Regions from separate parts of the Mus musculus genome. Here region 1 is linked to region 2. A link is a contact called in public promoter capture Hi-C data. All regions are on one chromosome and are shown on one strand. The core of a region is the stretch at or near the end of the contact, and the rest is flanking DNA. Distances in the headings are between cores, read along the strand shown.

Evidence for each region. Promoter capture Hi-C pulls out the DNA fragments that hold promoters and counts their contacts.
Region 1: a promoter capture Hi-C map of the HPC-7 cell line shows a contact between it and region 2. The contact joins the promoter of B4galt3 here to the enhancer-like site in region 2. A contact is called at or near these places in 6 of 39 promoter capture datasets (the 3T3-L1 cell line, the C10 cell line, the HPC-7 cell line and 2 more), 1 of 115 datasets of contacts at active chromatin or transcription factors (bone marrow-derived macrophages) and 1 of 9 other capture datasets (liver).

Annotation. Positions count from the first base shown.
Region 1 is chr1:171,268,918-171,274,119 of GRCm38.p6, reverse strand. It overlaps B4galt3 (UDP-Gal:betaGlcNAc beta 1,4-galactosyltransferase, polypeptide 3), which reads right to left and starts at 3,792. Exons shown (of 8, transcript NM_020579.2): 1 at 3,706-3,792; 2 at 2,747-2,917; 3 at 2,119-2,413; 4 at 1,364-1,599; 5 at 1-167. The coding sequence starts at 2,377.
Region 2 is chr1:170,993,978-170,998,933 of GRCm38.p6, reverse strand. No RefSeq gene overlaps it. Among named protein-coding and RNA genes, the nearest start is that of Gm10522, 13 kb to the right of the region's middle. Within about 2 kb of position 1,998, at least 43 of the 459 cell types and tissues checked have an H3K27ac peak or open chromatin away from gene starts, as enhancers often do. A contact at or near this core is called in the HPC-7 cell line and bone marrow-derived macrophages, where this site is marked.

The DNA of each region.
Region 1 (5,202 bases), core at 2,543-5,042, 270 kb before region 2:
ACAGCAACGTGGCGGGGTCCCCGGGGGTCGCACACATACAGGTTATGGTCGTTTTCTGGAAGGAGGTCCACGTCGTGTAAGAACAAGCAGTCCCATTCTTCATCACGAAGGGCTTCCCTCACCCCTACGTTCAGCAGCTTTGCCCTGTTAAACGTTCCATTTCCAGCCTAGAAGATAGCGAAGGGGGAGCGGGCTATGCACGGAGAAAGCAGACTGCATTTGTGCCAAAGTGAAGAGAGCACCCAAGCAGGAGATGGGGCCCAGAGAAGGAAGAACAAGATCAACCGATGAGCATGGTGGGACCTGACTAATTCTAGCACTCAGGGGGCTGAGACAGGAAGATTCTGAGTAGACTAAAAACCAAACAAGGCCCGGAGGTGGGGCTCATTTGGCAGAGTATTATCCAGCATTCATGAAGCCCTCAGCACAGTCTGACTCGGCACCATGTAAAAGCGAGCAAGGAAGCATGTAGCATGTGCAGTGGGAAGGTAGATACAGGAGGAGCAGAAATTAAAGGTCACCCTCAGAAAACGAAACAAAACCCAACCACTTTTTTGATTTAGTTATTCGAATTAAAACTTTTCTTGCCGGTCGTGGTGGCTCACACCTTTAATCTCAGCACTCGGGAGGCAGAGGCAGGTGGATTTCTGAGTTCGAGGCCAGCCTGGTCTACAGAGTGAGTTCCAAGACAGCCAGGGCTACACAGAGAAACCCTGTCTCGAAAAAACAAAAAAAAAACTTTTCTTACATATCAGCATGTGCCTTACATTCAGTTTCTTCGATTGCTAACAATCATGTGATAACTGTTAATTGGCTTCTGCTGTTTGTCTCATGTCAAAGGAACATCTTCCTCAAGACAATATATGTCAGCAGTTGCAGGGCTGGAGAGATGGGCTCAGCAGTTAAGAGCATTTGTTGTTCTGGTAGAGGACAGGACCCAGGTTCAATTCCCAGCACCCACACAGTTCACATGGCTCACAACCATCAGAAACTCCAGTTTCAGGACACGATGTCCTTTTCTGACCTCCTCAGGTACCAAGCATGCAGGTGGTACACCTACATATATGCCAGCAAAACGCTCGTACACAAAATAAACTTAGTAAAATTTTTTTTTTGATAAAGAACAAGTATTTCAGCTCATCCTTGACCAATTTCAAGTTTGCATAAGCCACTCAACAAAGAAAAAAAAATCATAGAAAAAAATACAGGAAAGTAGGAATACCCTCACAGAATAAGCATGGGTATAACATGGTAAGAAGAGAAAGGCTGGGTGCTTCTCCGTTATCTATTGTCCACTGTCTTACAGTTACCCCACAGACCCACTAGATGAAAGAAGAGACATTTGAGGTGGAGAAGGGGATACCTGGTGGATGACATAAATGCCGTACGCAAGCTGCTGGCGCTGCAGGAAAGGGTGCAGGTGATAGAGCAGCAGCCGAAGGTGGTGCTCCCGGGCACGATGGGGCACAATTATGGCTGTTCGGGAGCGAGGCTCACACCCTGCAGGACGGTACCGGCCCCCTGATTCCACCCGGGGATTCCGCTCCACAATCTCCGCTAGTGACGGCACTGGGCTAAAGGATACTGACACAGGACCCACTGTTGGTAGGGAAAGGCAAGGTCAGAAATCGGAGGCACAGGGATAAAATGGGTAGGTATCAGGACCTGAGAAGAGGTTTGGAGAAAACAGCCTGATTCTGAGCTCAGTTTCCCAGCAGCTCACTCAGAAATCTAACAAGCCTCAGATTTCCCGTCATGAAGACTGTTCCTGGAAGCCAAAAACTGCAGCAGGCAGGCTCTACCTTAGACTAATCATGGTCTTATTTTAGGGAACTATGTAACTTCCTCTTGTCCCACACTGAAGCTACAGCGGAAGACAAAAAAGAACTACCCAATTAAGCCAAGACTCATCTACAGGGGAAATGATTCCCACCCTAGGGTATGAAGAGCCCATACAACAGGCAGGCCATGGGAAGCTTGTGACCCAAGAGCCTACCTCTGAATTCACAACATCGGCCCACCTTAGAGTCCATTAGTCTAAGGCTCGCTGCATGCCTGCCCAAGACTCCCTACCCCCAAACCTTGTTCTCTTCTTCACCGTCTTTCCTTTCTACTCACCTAAGAAGGGTGATCTTTCTGGACAGTAGGGCAATGCTTGAGCCGGAGGAGCCCCTGCAGCTCCAGGGGCTGCGGGCAGGTGACTGAGGTTACTATAGACATCGTGGGGATGAGAATAGTCGAATGTTGGGCCCGGATCTCGACCAAACAGGGCACTAAGACTTCGGAAGCCCCCTAGTGACAGATACATCATCACTGCCAGTTGGGAGCCCACAAGCAGGGCCAATGTACAGGGTCTCTCCAGCAGCCTCCGCAACATCCTGACTTGAGAGCTAGGTAAGGAGTGAAGGGATTTCTGGAAGCAAACAGGAAGAGAGCAAGCCAGAAGAGACATCAGCAGCAGGTAAGGAGATGAAAGCGAGGCCAGGGAAAGGAAAAAAAAAAAAAAAAAAAAAAAAAAGACAGGCAGGGAACAAAGTCACAGAAAGGAACACTGGTGTGATCGATCAACAATGAATAACAATTAAAAAGAAAGGTAAGCAACTACCAGCAAGTTTCACCCACTTCTCCCAAAGCACTCGCAGCAGCTACTCTGTATCTTTACCCTCAAGAAGGCTTACATCATTCAAGTTCCAAGTACACTTCAGAAGTCCTTTCAGGCTTTCTGAGAGAAGAGACGCACACGTACCTGTGTTCACGCTGCCTTGTTCCGGATCGTGGGGGCTCCAGGAGGTCCCCGGGGAGCAGAGATATGAGGCATTATCTCAAATTGGAACTGTCACAGGGGCCAGAAAAAAAGCATTCCAACAGCCAATCTGGGACCAGCGGGAACCAGAAATGAGCAAGGATAACCAGTCACCTGTACAACAGAGTTCGGGAAGAAACAGCTTTGCCATCATGGGAAGTGAGGGAAAGTGATTGATTGGAAAGTGAAAGTTCCTAGGTTCTCAGGTTACCTGCAGCTGGGTTGTGTCAGGTCCGTAACTAACCCTCTATACTCCAACAAAACGAGCTGGTTTGGGCGTGGGGACAGGGAAATGAATGAAGGCACCAAACAACAGCAACCCCAACTATTAGAGAGGCAAGACATACGTAACGGGACTTTGGAGTGGCCAGAAAACAAAACAAAATAGGGAACAGGTTCTTTCTGTTCTTTAGGTACCGGGGAGCGCCTCCGCAGGTATAGGGTGCTTGGTCACTTGGGAGCCGCAGGCAACAGCTCTGGAGCGTGGCCCGGAGAAGGGTGGGGGTGGCGTCCTCTCCCCTTTCCACCTTTCTCTAGCATTAGTGGGGGTGGGGAGGAGCGTTCCAGGTGAAGGGACCAGAGCGGAAGGGCTGGGACAGGATCGGCCCAAGACCTGGGCCGGCTCACCTGGAAGGGCGTGGTCGGTCAGAGCCTTGCACGCGAAGGGAAGGGGATCAGAACCCCATTCTCCTCGAACACGCCCATTCCACCCCGGTCTCTTGCGCTTGCCCCTACTGTGCAATGTGAAAGCAACCGGCCCGCGTCCACATTTCCATCCGAGACCCTGTCCGTGCTCAATCTGATTTTTCAGCCTTGACTCAGAACTTCTTCTCTTCCCGCCCCCGACCTCCCCAACCTTTCTCCGAGGACTCTCTCTCTCCGTGGTCCCCAGCCCACCATACCTGGTCTGCTCCCCGTCGTCACCGCCACCCGGACAACCGGGCAGGTATCGCTGCAGCCATCTTGGAAGCGGGCGCTGGGGCGGGGCCTGACGTCACGGGGCGGAGCCTTGGGAGATTCAGGCGCAGAGGCCCCTCACCTCCAAGCTTGCCAGTCCTTAGTTGGTGGCCCGCACCGCGGAGGTGCACATGGGTGGTGCAGAGAAGTCTCAGGTCCCGGTGCTTCCTCTCGACTTCGCAGTCTCCTAACGGGGTTCCATCGCTCACCTCAGTTTTAAAAACCCAGCAGCTCAAAGCCCTTGTTTTTCAGTAAAGCTAAGAGACACTTTCTACGTTTCGGACTACCTCACCCAGGGATCAGCTGAGCCCTTACCCCAGTGTGTTAATGGCGTCCCCTGTAGTCTAGTGCTACTTAGTATCAAAGTTGTTCCTCACTAAAGCTACTGTAACACGCATTTTGTATCCCCATGGTATCTCACAGACCTTGAAATGGAAGTTAGCTAACAGTGAAACATACAACGTGGAGGGAAAGGCAGCATAGGCTCCGATGTAAATATGTTTTTCTAGATATTAGACTAAAATAGACCCTACAACGATATATTTAATCCTGTGGCTTACTCCAGCCCCTAGCTTACTGTTTCTTAGAAACAAATATTTATTGCTGAGGAAACAATAAGACCAATTACTTGGGGTGTCTGCCTCAAACAGAGCACCATCTCCTGCGGTGTACACCGGTGGCGCTGGGGCTGGGAGAGTGCGGAGGGGCTACACACAAACAATACAACGCAATGATCATAATGACCCAGAAAGGTCACCTCATTCATATATGTTGCGATCCCGGCAGGCTTTTCAGAAATAGTCATGTCTAATGGGAAACCTGAAAGACTTGTCTGCGGCATATCCCGCTTTAAAAATTGTTCTCATGAAAGTTATTTTACGCTGGGCAGTGATGGCGCACGCCCTTAATCCCAGCACTTGGGAGGCAGAAGCAGGTGGATTTCTGAGTTCGAGACCAGCCTGGTCTACAGAGTGAGTTTCAGGACAGCCAGGGCTACACAGAGAAACCCTGTCTTGAAAAAAAAAAAAAGAAAGAAAAAGAAAGAAAAAAGAAAAGAAATTTATTTTACAACACAGTATAGGTAGGTGACTTGCATTCCAATTCTGTCCTGTCTAGTAAATTATCACATGAAGAGAAAAAAAAAGTTTGTCTCGATGTCCTCCTTTGGTTTTATATTTCTCATCTGTAAATGTGTGTTCTGTAAAGCCAGTTCCTTCAGGAGTTAAACACTATAAACATATGTTCCTTTTTTATATTGCTAAAACTAATTCTTTACCAAACATTAGACACACTGTGCTGAGCCCTCTTCTTAACTAGATCGTATCTTTGGCCCTATCTTGGGCCTGCCTTAACAGTTTTTGCCAGAAAGAATCCTACCAAGCCAAACAAGCAAGTGTTGTACCACCAACCCCTTGATATTTGATCACCACCATCTGCCTGCA
Region 2 (4,956 bases), core at 749-3,248:
GTAAAAACAGCCATTTGTTGGACCACTCAGACTGAATCATGGAAGCCCATCTAAGAACTGCCCCCTTCAGTCAGTTCTAATTCCCTGACTTACTACTGTAACAAAACACGATCTTTCTCAGTATGTGGTGATCACGAGATTTAGGGGAGACTCAAGCTTTCCTGGCACCAGGAAATCATTTTCAGTTAGCTTAAGCCAGAAATTCTCCAAGTTGCGCTCTAGCAGAGTCATCTGGAGAGCTGGGTCTCTTTCAAAGTTTCTAAGTTTGGTAGGGCCTGAGAATTTGCATCTCCAGCAAGTTTCTAAGCAATGCGGAGGCTGATTTTGAGAACCGTCGCTCTGAGGCAGTCATAGGATTCCACTCTCTTGCCAGGCATCGCGCTGATCACGTGAACATGGCTGGGGCCAACAAATCCCACTCTGCTGGATCCTGAGGTACAAGGATTGGCCAGTTCTCTGTCAGTCTTTGGACATGGTGCTATTGCACCGCACGCTGCCCGGAGCTGCTGCGGTCAGCTTCAGCATGCTTTCACAAGAAAAGAAAAGTGGCTGACGTGTTGAAGAGAGCGAGGCAAAGAGAAGGAAGTGTCTGCACTGTTGCGGGCACTGTGGTAGGCTAGAGACTGCTGCAACAGCAGATTGCAGTCATGGAGAGGTACGTTCCTTAAACAGGAAAAGCAAGACCACCCAAAACTGACTGGGGCCCAGCAGAGATGGCAACTGTCATTTACCTCATCAGAATGACGTCTCTATATGATTAGCCTTGTAAAATGCCCTTTTCCCTTCATGCATCTGTTGCTATGTCATATCTGAAATCTCCATATAAAGACAAAAATGGATAGTAGCCCTGTCGGGGAAACGAAAGGGATCCCAGCCCATCCCTGTGGTTCCCTGATTTTTTTCTCTGCCTTAACTCATGGATACTCTTTCCCTGCATTAAAGATTGCCCTAAAAATGTTGCCCAAAGTTCTGCGCAGTGTGACCATTTCTGGGGGCCTCACCCACTGCCTGAGTGTGCACTTTCGTTCTGAAATCAACTTCCTCCTAATTCCTTACTTTGCCTCATTAAAAGAAAAAGGTTTTCTGATGATGACGAGAGACTAGAAACACTGGGTAAAGGTTTCACCACCAGCAACAATATTATTACACGTTATCTATAATTTATAGTTACATGTTTAAGAAACTTGGTATGCCACATGGTAAAGCCATTTTTTTGGGGGGGGGTCTATGTAAGCTGTTTTCTGTTTTCTGTCATTTTGCTGTAGGAAGCCACCTAGTGATGCTCTCTTCCAGAACTCAAAGACTCTACTTAATGCAGCAGAGTCTAGAGGGACTGGGTTTCCAGACCTCAGGCTGAGGGCTATAATGTTGGCCAGTACTAAGCACTAAGGAATCCTTAATTCTAGATGACCATAAAGGCTAAAACTCAGGCTTCTGCCAAGATTGAAGGACAGGAAAATGTAGAACTAACTAAAAACTATGCATAGTTATACTCTCTATTTTCCAGAAGCACAAAAGAATCATGCTGTGTGTACTGGCATGTGTTTTGTGTGTCAACTTGACACAAGCTGGAGTTATCACAGAGAAAGGAGCCACAGTTGAGGGAATGCCTCTATGAGATTCAGCTGTAAGGCATTTTCTCAATTAGTGATCAAGGGTGGGAGGGGCCATTGTGAGTGGTGCCATCCCTGGGCTGGTAGTCCTGGGTTCTATAAGAAAGCAAGTTGAGCAAGCCAGGGGAAGCAAGCCAGTAACATCCCTCCATGGTCTCTGCATCAGCTCCTGCTTTCTGACCTGCTTGAGTTCCAGTCCTGACTTCCTTTGGTGATGAAGAGCAACGAGGAAGTGTAAGCGGAATAAACCCTTTCCTTCCCAACTTGCTTCTTGGTCATGATGTTTGTGCAGGAATAGAAATCCTGACTAAGACACCATGTTAGGGTACCAATTTCAGAGGCCTGCATAAGGACACTAGAGGGCACTGTTCACTGCTGCCAAGCTCTGGGGGAAGGAAGCCTGCCAGAGTCCAGCCCTTGGAAAGCAGACCAGCAGACCAGCTCACTCCTATGCCTCAACCTTGAAAAGCTTTATTAATCCCTAGACAGTGATCATTGGTGGTAATCCTTCACCTGGGACATACTCTTGCTATACGTGAGCTCTGCTTGCCTCCAATCTCTTGAACTTACAAATAACTTATAATAAACATTATACACACACCCTCCTCTTGTTGCCTATGAAATTTATGCTTTGGGTTTACAGAGACAAAGAACCCAGACACCTGAGATGGGAAAGCCTCCATTTCTATTAAGGTCTTCCCATGTTCCTTGAAACAATGCAAATGGCTAAACTTTCTTGAACCCATTAGCTTTAGGAAGGCAGAACAGGCATCTTATAGGCAGAATGTTAAAATAAGATAAAATGGACCTCTGTCCATTAAATTCGTTGCATTTTTGAGAGCGAGGAGTGCAGCATAGTGAGATGCAGGTAGACTATAAAAGGTGTTTGCACATCACCATTGTGTGCCTTACAGGCCATGATGAGTTTGGGCTTTACCCTGAGGTCACGGGGTACCACTCATCATTTTAAACAGCAGAGTGTACTTGGGATTTAAGAAGACTATTCTGGTAACAGACAGGTTGAGAAGTAAGACTGAGGGAAAGACAAGTGAGGTTGTTGCAACGGCTCTGGTTGCAGATGAAGGCGATTAAGACTAAGGGGGAAATGGTGTAAGTAAGATTAGGATGTTTAGCAAGAAAAACTGCCAAAAGTTGGATGTGAGTTTTGAAAGAGAGACCCAACCATGATGTCTTAGTTAGAGATTTTCTGCTGTGAACAAACACCATGACCAATACAAATCTTGTCAAAGACAATATTTAATTGGGGCTGGCTTACAGGTTCAGAGGTTCAGTCCATTATCATCAAGGTGAGGGCGTGGCAGCATCCAGGCAGACATGGTGTAGGCAGAGCTGAGAGTTGTATATCTTCACCTGAAGGCTGCTAGCAGAATACTGGCTTGCAGGCAGAAAGGATGAGGGTCTTATATCCACAGCCACAGTGACACAACTACTCCAACAGGGCCACATCTTCTAATAGTGGTACTCTAATAGTGGCTGAGCATATACAAACCATCACATATGACATCTGGGTTTCTGGCTCAGGAGGTGCCATTCTTCTATGTGGGAAGACAATGGAAAGAAGTTTGGCTGGGGTGAATTTAAGGGAGAGGTGTGGGTATTTAGAATCTGGTGTGTGTGTGTGTGTGTGTGTGTGTGTGTGTGTGTGTGTGTGTGTTGGGGTGGGCAGGGGCTATCTATTGATCATGCCAGTGGCTTGGTCAGGAATATCTGGCTGTCTGTAGAAGTCTTTTCTAGAACTGGATACATGGGCTTGAGATGAATAGTGCTTTGAGAAAATGGACTGGAAGCTGGGAAAGATGATTCTATAACACATACTCAGAACTGATTTGCTGAAAAGAGTTGACTCCTTCCGCCCTGCATGGTAATGGGAAGCAGGACAGAAAGTCTGGTGTGTCTGCCTTGACTCTGAATTCTCCTATTTCACTCTGCATAGCTATGGTAACCAGAGTGTCCACATAAAAACGGGTGGTGCCTAACCTACCTCATCCTTCATCAAGGCTAGAGACACAAAAGTAAGAGTAACTGAAACTTACCTTGTACAAGGTCCTGTTCCAGCAATACCAGAGGAGCCATAAGGTGTCCAGTCCTTGTCCTGAGCTTATGACTGCCCTGGATTCCAAGAAGAGCAAAGCTCCATGGAAAGACTGCCCACTCTATAGAGGAAGAGAGTTATCTCTGATGACAAAGACTCTCTAAGAAGTGATCATCTTGTAAGAATCAGACCTATCTGGTTTAAAGCTACTGCTTTTGCCTGAGAACATGGCCATGCTACTAGCCACTCCTGGATTCCCATTTGTTCCAATCCCCTTTGCTCTGAGAGGTGAATGAGCAAAGTTTGTTCCTCTACAACTTGCCTTCTAGCCACAATTGCCGGGTGTTATTATCTCCGACCTGGAAAAGTGTGCCCTTACCAATTTATTATCTCCATCTTTCCACTTGCCCTAAACTTCAGTGGCTAGTCCTACCTAGCCCCTTCCAAACATCCCTGGCCACCTGCCTGTAGCAGAGGCCATAGGCCCAAGCTCCTCCCATGACTTCACATGGTTGCTGCCTTATTCTTCCTCCAAAGCATGGCAAAAAGACCCCCTTTCTCCTTTCTTGTGTCTCCCTTTCCTCCTGGGACCCAGAAGTCCCACCTATACCTTCCATCCAGCAATCACCCCTTGGCCTTCTTTACTGACAAATCCGGAACCAATTGGGGAACAGGACTTTAACATCAGAACTGCTCCCTTCACCTATCCTTTGCATAATGTTTGTAACCACGTCTTTGGGCCACTATGCAGAGTCATAGTGGGAGAATGGCCAACCAGATCACACCTTGACCATGAAGACTTAACTATACATTTCCTCCTGCTTTCTGCCTCAGATCTTCTTCTATTGAGACCAAAGCTCGTGTCAGTACCCTCGAGTCAGAGTCCGATACCAGACCCATTGTTTTTTTCCCTCCTCTCTTTGCTTTTACTAATACTTGCCTCTAAACTCCATGCTAGGACCCCCCAAATTGCTCTGAGGGGGTCCCCAAACTAGTTTCTCTTCCTAAGATGGCTGCATTGAATAAATCTACTTTTAAATGATTAATCTCTCTCTCTCTCTCTGTTTTTTTTTTTTTTTTTTTTTTTTGAGACAGGGTTTCTCTGTATAGCCCTGGCTGTCCTGGAATTCACTTTGTAGACCAGGCTGGCCTCGAACTCAGAAATTCGCCTGCCTCTGCCTCCCGAGTGCTGGGATTAAAGGTGTGCGCCACCACGCCCGGCTCTCGCTCTCTCTGGTTTTTTGAGACAGGGTTTCTCTGTATAGCTCTGGATGTCCTGGAACTCACTTT